Regions from separate parts of the Triticum aestivum genome. Here region 2 is linked to region 1. The links are chromatin contacts, called in public Hi-C maps. All regions are on one chromosome and are shown on one strand. The core of a region is the stretch at or near the end of the contact, and the rest is flanking DNA. Distances in the headings are between cores, read along the strand shown. Region 1 holds the start of LOC123157504 (bromodomain-containing protein 3). Region 2 holds the start of LOC123162861.

Region 1 (2,727 bases), core at 200-2,699:
TTAGAAGGAATATATTTATGTGTGAAGCCTACCAAAGTTCCAGGTGATTTGAAAAGAAAGAAGCAGCACCACAAAATACTCACAGGTATTCCCAAAGCAATAGGATCAACTGGGGTGTTAAATGGCTCAGCTGCGTCGACCTTCATAACCTTCTTAATAGCCTGAAAGCAAAAGAGAATTTCAGTAAAGGTTTCATGTATTTCAGGTCTTTACCATGTGATATTTGGAGAATCAAAAGAAGCCATGTAAAGTTGAGCCAAATTGTACTCACTTCAAGTGCAGCAGCTAACTCTTTCTCATCGCGCTGAGATTCCAGGGTAGACTGCTTTATCTCCGACCCTTGTGAGTTCTTTGGCTCCGATGCACTCTCACTTTCCTCGGTTCCTAAAACAGTTTCCTGCTTACTTGGAAGAGGTTCATGTACTTCATCAACTTCCCTGTCCTGGGTGTTATCTTGTACTGAAGAAGATAACCCCGCGGACACGATCTTTATGATTCCTGCTTTCTTTGCCACCTTGTCCTTATCAGAACCACTCAACTCCGTCTCCTGCCTATCAGTTGTCTGGCCAGTTGACGATGCAGCGATACCTTTTTCGGCAGTAACTTCAGGGGCAGCAGTCTGAGATTTACCAGCATCGGCGGGTGCCTGTGCTACCGACGAACTATTGTTGAGCTCCGACGCCTTGGAGGTTTTGAACTTCAGCTTCACACGACCGTATACCGCCCCCACCTTGGGCTTGGCGTACGGTATATCAGCGGCGGGATGAGCCGGAGCTGGGGCAGGGACGGTCGGCTTCTCCGGTTCAGGAGGAGGAGATGGTTCAGGCACTGCCGGAGTGGACCTCGAGACTGGCGCATTCTCCGCTGGGATGTTCTCTTCGGTGCTTGGGCTGGACGGAGATGCCGACGAAGAGTCTCCCCCGGTGGTATTCGAAGAACTCTTCTTGCCCGGCGTGCTGCCGCGCTTGCGCTTCATCTTATCCGTCTCTTGCTAGCACCCCAAGATAAAATTCTTGGAAATAAGCCGCTCCCGCACCTGCGCGCCGCGCCCTGAGGGGATCGATCTCGCGCCGGAGTGAATTAGGAGGACCTAATCGGAGCAGCCATGAATGGACGGATGGATGGGTTAGATTACTACGGGCACCGGGCATCCAAGAAAACCCGGCAACGGAGAGAGAGAGGAGGCCCGCTGCCGCAGCGAAGAGAGAAGCTAGGGTTCCTTACCGGCAGAAGAAGGGTCGATCCACGGCAGTGCGGTACCAGTGGGGCTGGCTTGTTGCGTCCTGTTGGCGCCACGAACTTGTGAGGAACAAAAGACCGGGAACTGGGAGGCGACGAATTTGGGGGAGGGATCGGGGAAGAAGAGGGGTAGGCTGGAAGAGGAGGAAGAAGAAGAGGATTAGAAATCTCAGGAGCCTTTGTGGGTTTGTCGACTGGGCTGCGTGTCTTTAAAATAGTTCATGTGGGCCGGGCTGATTCTTATGGCGCTGCCGGGCTGGCTAAGGTTGTTCATGTCATACCCAAGATCTCAAAAAAAAAAAAATTGTGAGCGGCACAGAAGAAAAGCTCCAAGTACCCTAGGCGATTAGGGTTTTGACCTACTCTGCCGGGATGCGATCGGCGTTGAGTATTTACTACCGGCAGCTGCGGTGTACCCCTGCTCCATGCGCTTGCGCGGACTCTCGGGTTGATACCTTGGAGTTCTGCTCCAGAATAGGAATGAAGTCACGTAACTCATTTGTTGTTTTTTTGTTGGGATCGGCCAGGTGGCCCAGATAATAATGCATGGCGGCCTCAGGTTCTTCCAATGGGACGACATAGGGAAAGAGGGTTGAGTCAAGGGTGGATCTAAAGCAGGCGACGCTTGACATATCTGCAAGAGGGCGAATTGGATGATGTGTACGTCAGAGAGGAAGAGAATGGAAATTGGAAAAGGCGGCGCGCTGGATGGTGGTGGCAAAAGTGAACATGAAGAAAACTTTTAGTAGTGCATCACTCAAGGAGGCGTTGAAAATTATAGGAAGTCTAGCTCATGATCCAAAGATTCGAGAGGTGGATGACAACCTCTTTGTGATTCAAGTGCGCTGCTTGGGTGACCGGAAGAGGCTAATGTTCTAGGTCTGTGGATCTTCTGAGGACTAATGTTTTTGATAGAGGAGTATGATGGCAGGACGTCGTCGGAATCGGTTAAGCTTCAGCATGTTGTCTTGTGGGCGCGTATCCATAAGATTCATGATCTTTACGTGAATGAAGCGATAGTTGATCAACTCACAAGGTGGGTCGGGACTATGAGGAGTGTGGAGATGAACTCGGCACGGTACTTGGAAGGAATTATGTCAGGGTCAAAGAGAGTATCGAAGTAGCAAAAAAGTTGATCCGTTGGACTCCACTAATCTAGCTGTGGAGGGACATTTTTTGGATGTCGAATATGAAAAGATCTGGTACTTCTGTGAGGTTTGTGGCTTGCTTGGCCATGATAAGCAAGAATGTGGGGATGGTATTCACCCATCAAAAAAATTGCAATGGGGCAAGTGGTTAGTGGCCAAAAAAGAGAGTCACACAAATGGCTCAAAGCAAAGCTATGAGCGGCAGGACCTTCAGGAGCTTCATGGGTTCTTTGCATGATGCCGCATAAGAGGATGTCTAATGATGCATGACTGGGGAAATGAAGTTCTTGATGACACTACCGAAGGACCTTTGAAGCAGAAGGAGGCAGATGATGATGAT
Region 2 (2,723 bases), core at 193-2,692, 130 kb after region 1:
TATCATGGAAAGTTATGACATTTATGTTTCAATCTATTAGTCTGCAACAAGGCGATACATTTTTATCATTAAACAAAATACCAAAAAGCGAACTTATCAGAAAATATCCATTCATGTTAGATTAGTTGATGTTGTCTCTAAAGTAAATTTATCAGTGTTGAATGTTAAAAAATATCATGCATAAGAGTGCTTATAACAAATATAGTTGTACTGTTATAGTTGGGATGTTGTCGCAACTCCAGAAGTATGTATAACGATACTTGATAAATCATAAAGCTCTAGAGTCCAAAGTTCATAAGACAATGTTTTTTCTGACAAATAGCTTCACCCTTAGAGATGATTTCTATTTCCCTTCAAAAAAAACTGCAGGCTCCAAATATTGGCTATAGCAGATGGCGAGTTTCAATCAGGTGATTTTTCCTAGAAGGAAATGAACCAATCACAAAATCAGTTGAGTTTGGCAAACAGAACACCTAGTGCGAGTAGGAAACTGAAACTGAAACACGTACTGGAGCCAATGGTTACACAAATTTCTCCAAGGTCGAAGTTTATTTCTCCCTCATCTAGTAGAACAATCTAATGGTAGCTACTACACTTCATATTCATTTCTCCGGCGTCCAACGTATCACCAAGAGGAAACGAAAAATTGTACCACGGTGGAAAGAGGTCAGTCTGACTAATCTAACTCAGAGGCATGATGAAGTTGCTACTACCTTGGTCTAGATTAGTTAACACATATATAGCTGAATTAAGAGCTCCTAATTTAACTGACATCTTACTACTTGTACTCTTGAGGATGATGTATCGCGCACCTTGCCATAGTTGGCGAAGATAATCTTGAGGATGTGTTCGAGCCCCGCCGGGTCGGACGTGTAAATCAACCCCTCGTCCCAGTGAGAGCAGCCGGAACGTCATGTGCTCGCGGAACAGGTCCGTGTAGTAGTCGTGTAGCCACCGGACGTGGTATACCTAGTGGAACGCTGTGGCCACGGCGGGCGGGTACCGTTTCGCTCCAGCGCCGCCGCCGCCGAGGATGAGGACAAGGTACGAGCAAATATGTCATTCCTTGTCAGAGAAACCGAAAACCAAACATGCACTGTAGATGACCGTCGATGAGGGACGTATGCAAATCACCCGGGCCAGCATGTCCTTCGTCACCAGCACCACCGTGCCATGGGTCGGGCGTGGTAAGCAGCTGCATCCCCGGGAGCGCAGGAGCTCTCGCCCTCCTCAACGTCTACGGCGTGTGGTTAGCCGACACGCCGGCAGCGTCGTCGTCCCGGTGATCCGCTACGTATCCGAGGCGCTGGCGGCTGCTGCGTCCTGGTGATCCGCGACAGCGGCGGCGGTCGCCGGCGTCGTCTTCCCGGGTCGGTGACGGTGTCTGCGACTGCGTCTCGATCCGAGGATTACCGGTCTGGGATCTCGTCCGGGACAAGAGGATCGGCGTCGGCGGCTGCGGTTGCGTATCCTCCGGAGACGAGAAGGAGCGGATCAGGACCTCGTTTGGGAGAGGAGGAGCGTTGATATGTTTTTTTTATTTGAGTGATTTTTTGTCGATAGATAGATTAGAACCAGTGATACACGGGTGTTGGGAGGTGCCAAGTGCTCGGAGTACAGATTCCGTTTCTAGGGGGAGACGCTGACGGAGACGAGTCACGACAGGAGTCAATCAGATAGCTCAGAGCGATTTAATCTAACGGCGCAGGAGGCGACGCCCAGCGCTGGCCTTTATTAAGCGGCGGAGACGGGCTACCGGCTGCATCCTGAGCTAACCCTAATACCTCCTTCCCCTCATCGCCGCCGCCGCCGCCGCCACCGCCACCGCTGCGATGTCTTCTGAGCCTCTACCCGCCTCCACAGAGGCTCTCGAGGCAGATCTCTCCGCCGCTACGATCAGCAAGAAGCAGCTTAACAAGGAGGCCCGGAAGGCCGCAAAGGCAGCGAAGGCAGAAAACGCAGGGAAGGCCGAAAAGTCTCAGGCGGAAGAAGAAGACGACCCCTTTGCGGTCAACTACGGTGACGTTCCACTCGAGGAGATCCAGTCCAAGGTCATCTCCGGCCGGTCCTGGACGGACATCGGCGACCTCGATGAGGCCGCCGTGGGCCGCTCCGTCCTGATCCGCGGATATGCGGAGAAGTTCCGCCCGGTCTGCAAGAAGATCGCTTTCGTCGTGCTTCGCCAGAGCATGACCACCGTGCAGTGTGTGCTCGTCGCTAGCGCCGACACCGGCGTCAGCACGCAGATGGTGCGCTTTGCCACCTCCCTCAGCAAGGAGAGCATCGTTGACGTCGAGGGCGTCGTCTCCCTACCCAAGGACCCCCTCAAGGCTACAACGCAGCAGGTCAGCCATCTGGGCCCAAAGGCTGTTTCTTGTCAGCCGAATTCAACATGGATTGGTTTGTTTGGGCTAATGAATTGTTTTTGTGCTCGTTTGACTGGCAGGTGGAGATTCAGGTCAGGAAGGTCTACTGCATTAGCAGGGCAATCCCTACACTTCCAATCAACCTCGAGGATGCAGCCCGTAGTGAAGCAGAATTTGACCTGGCTGAGCGGGTATGTCCTTTCCTTTGTTTCCCTTCTCCTTGCAGGAATCACTCAACTGTTGTTTCCCAGCAGTTCATGTTTCCCGTCTATGATTCTTATTATCCTGTCGTGGTTGGTTTAAGAGATTTATTACTCTTGCAGACAGGAGAGAAGCTGGCGCGTGTTCACCAGGAGT

The links. Hi-C and Micro-C count contacts between places; a contact is called where the count stands out from the background.
Region 2: a Hi-C map of leaf shows a contact between it and region 1, with 5 times the contacts expected there. The contact joins the promoter of LOC123162861 here to the promoter of LOC123157504 in region 1. A contact is called at or near these places in 4 of 5 Hi-C or Micro-C datasets (leaf and an unstated tissue).

Annotation. Positions count from the first base shown.
Region 1 is chr7B:422,801,864-422,804,590 of IWGSC CS RefSeq v2.1, forward strand. It overlaps LOC123157504 (bromodomain-containing protein 3), which reads right to left and starts at 1,450. Exons shown (of 8, transcript XM_044575798.1): 1 at 1,225-1,450; 2 at 272-1,090; 3 at 84-161. The coding sequence starts at 976.
Region 2 is chr7B:422,932,009-422,934,731 of IWGSC CS RefSeq v2.1, forward strand. LOC123162861 reads right to left here and starts at 1,443. Exons shown (of 2, transcript XM_044580618.1): 1 at 813-1,443. The coding sequence starts at 820. It also overlaps the pseudogene LOC123162860.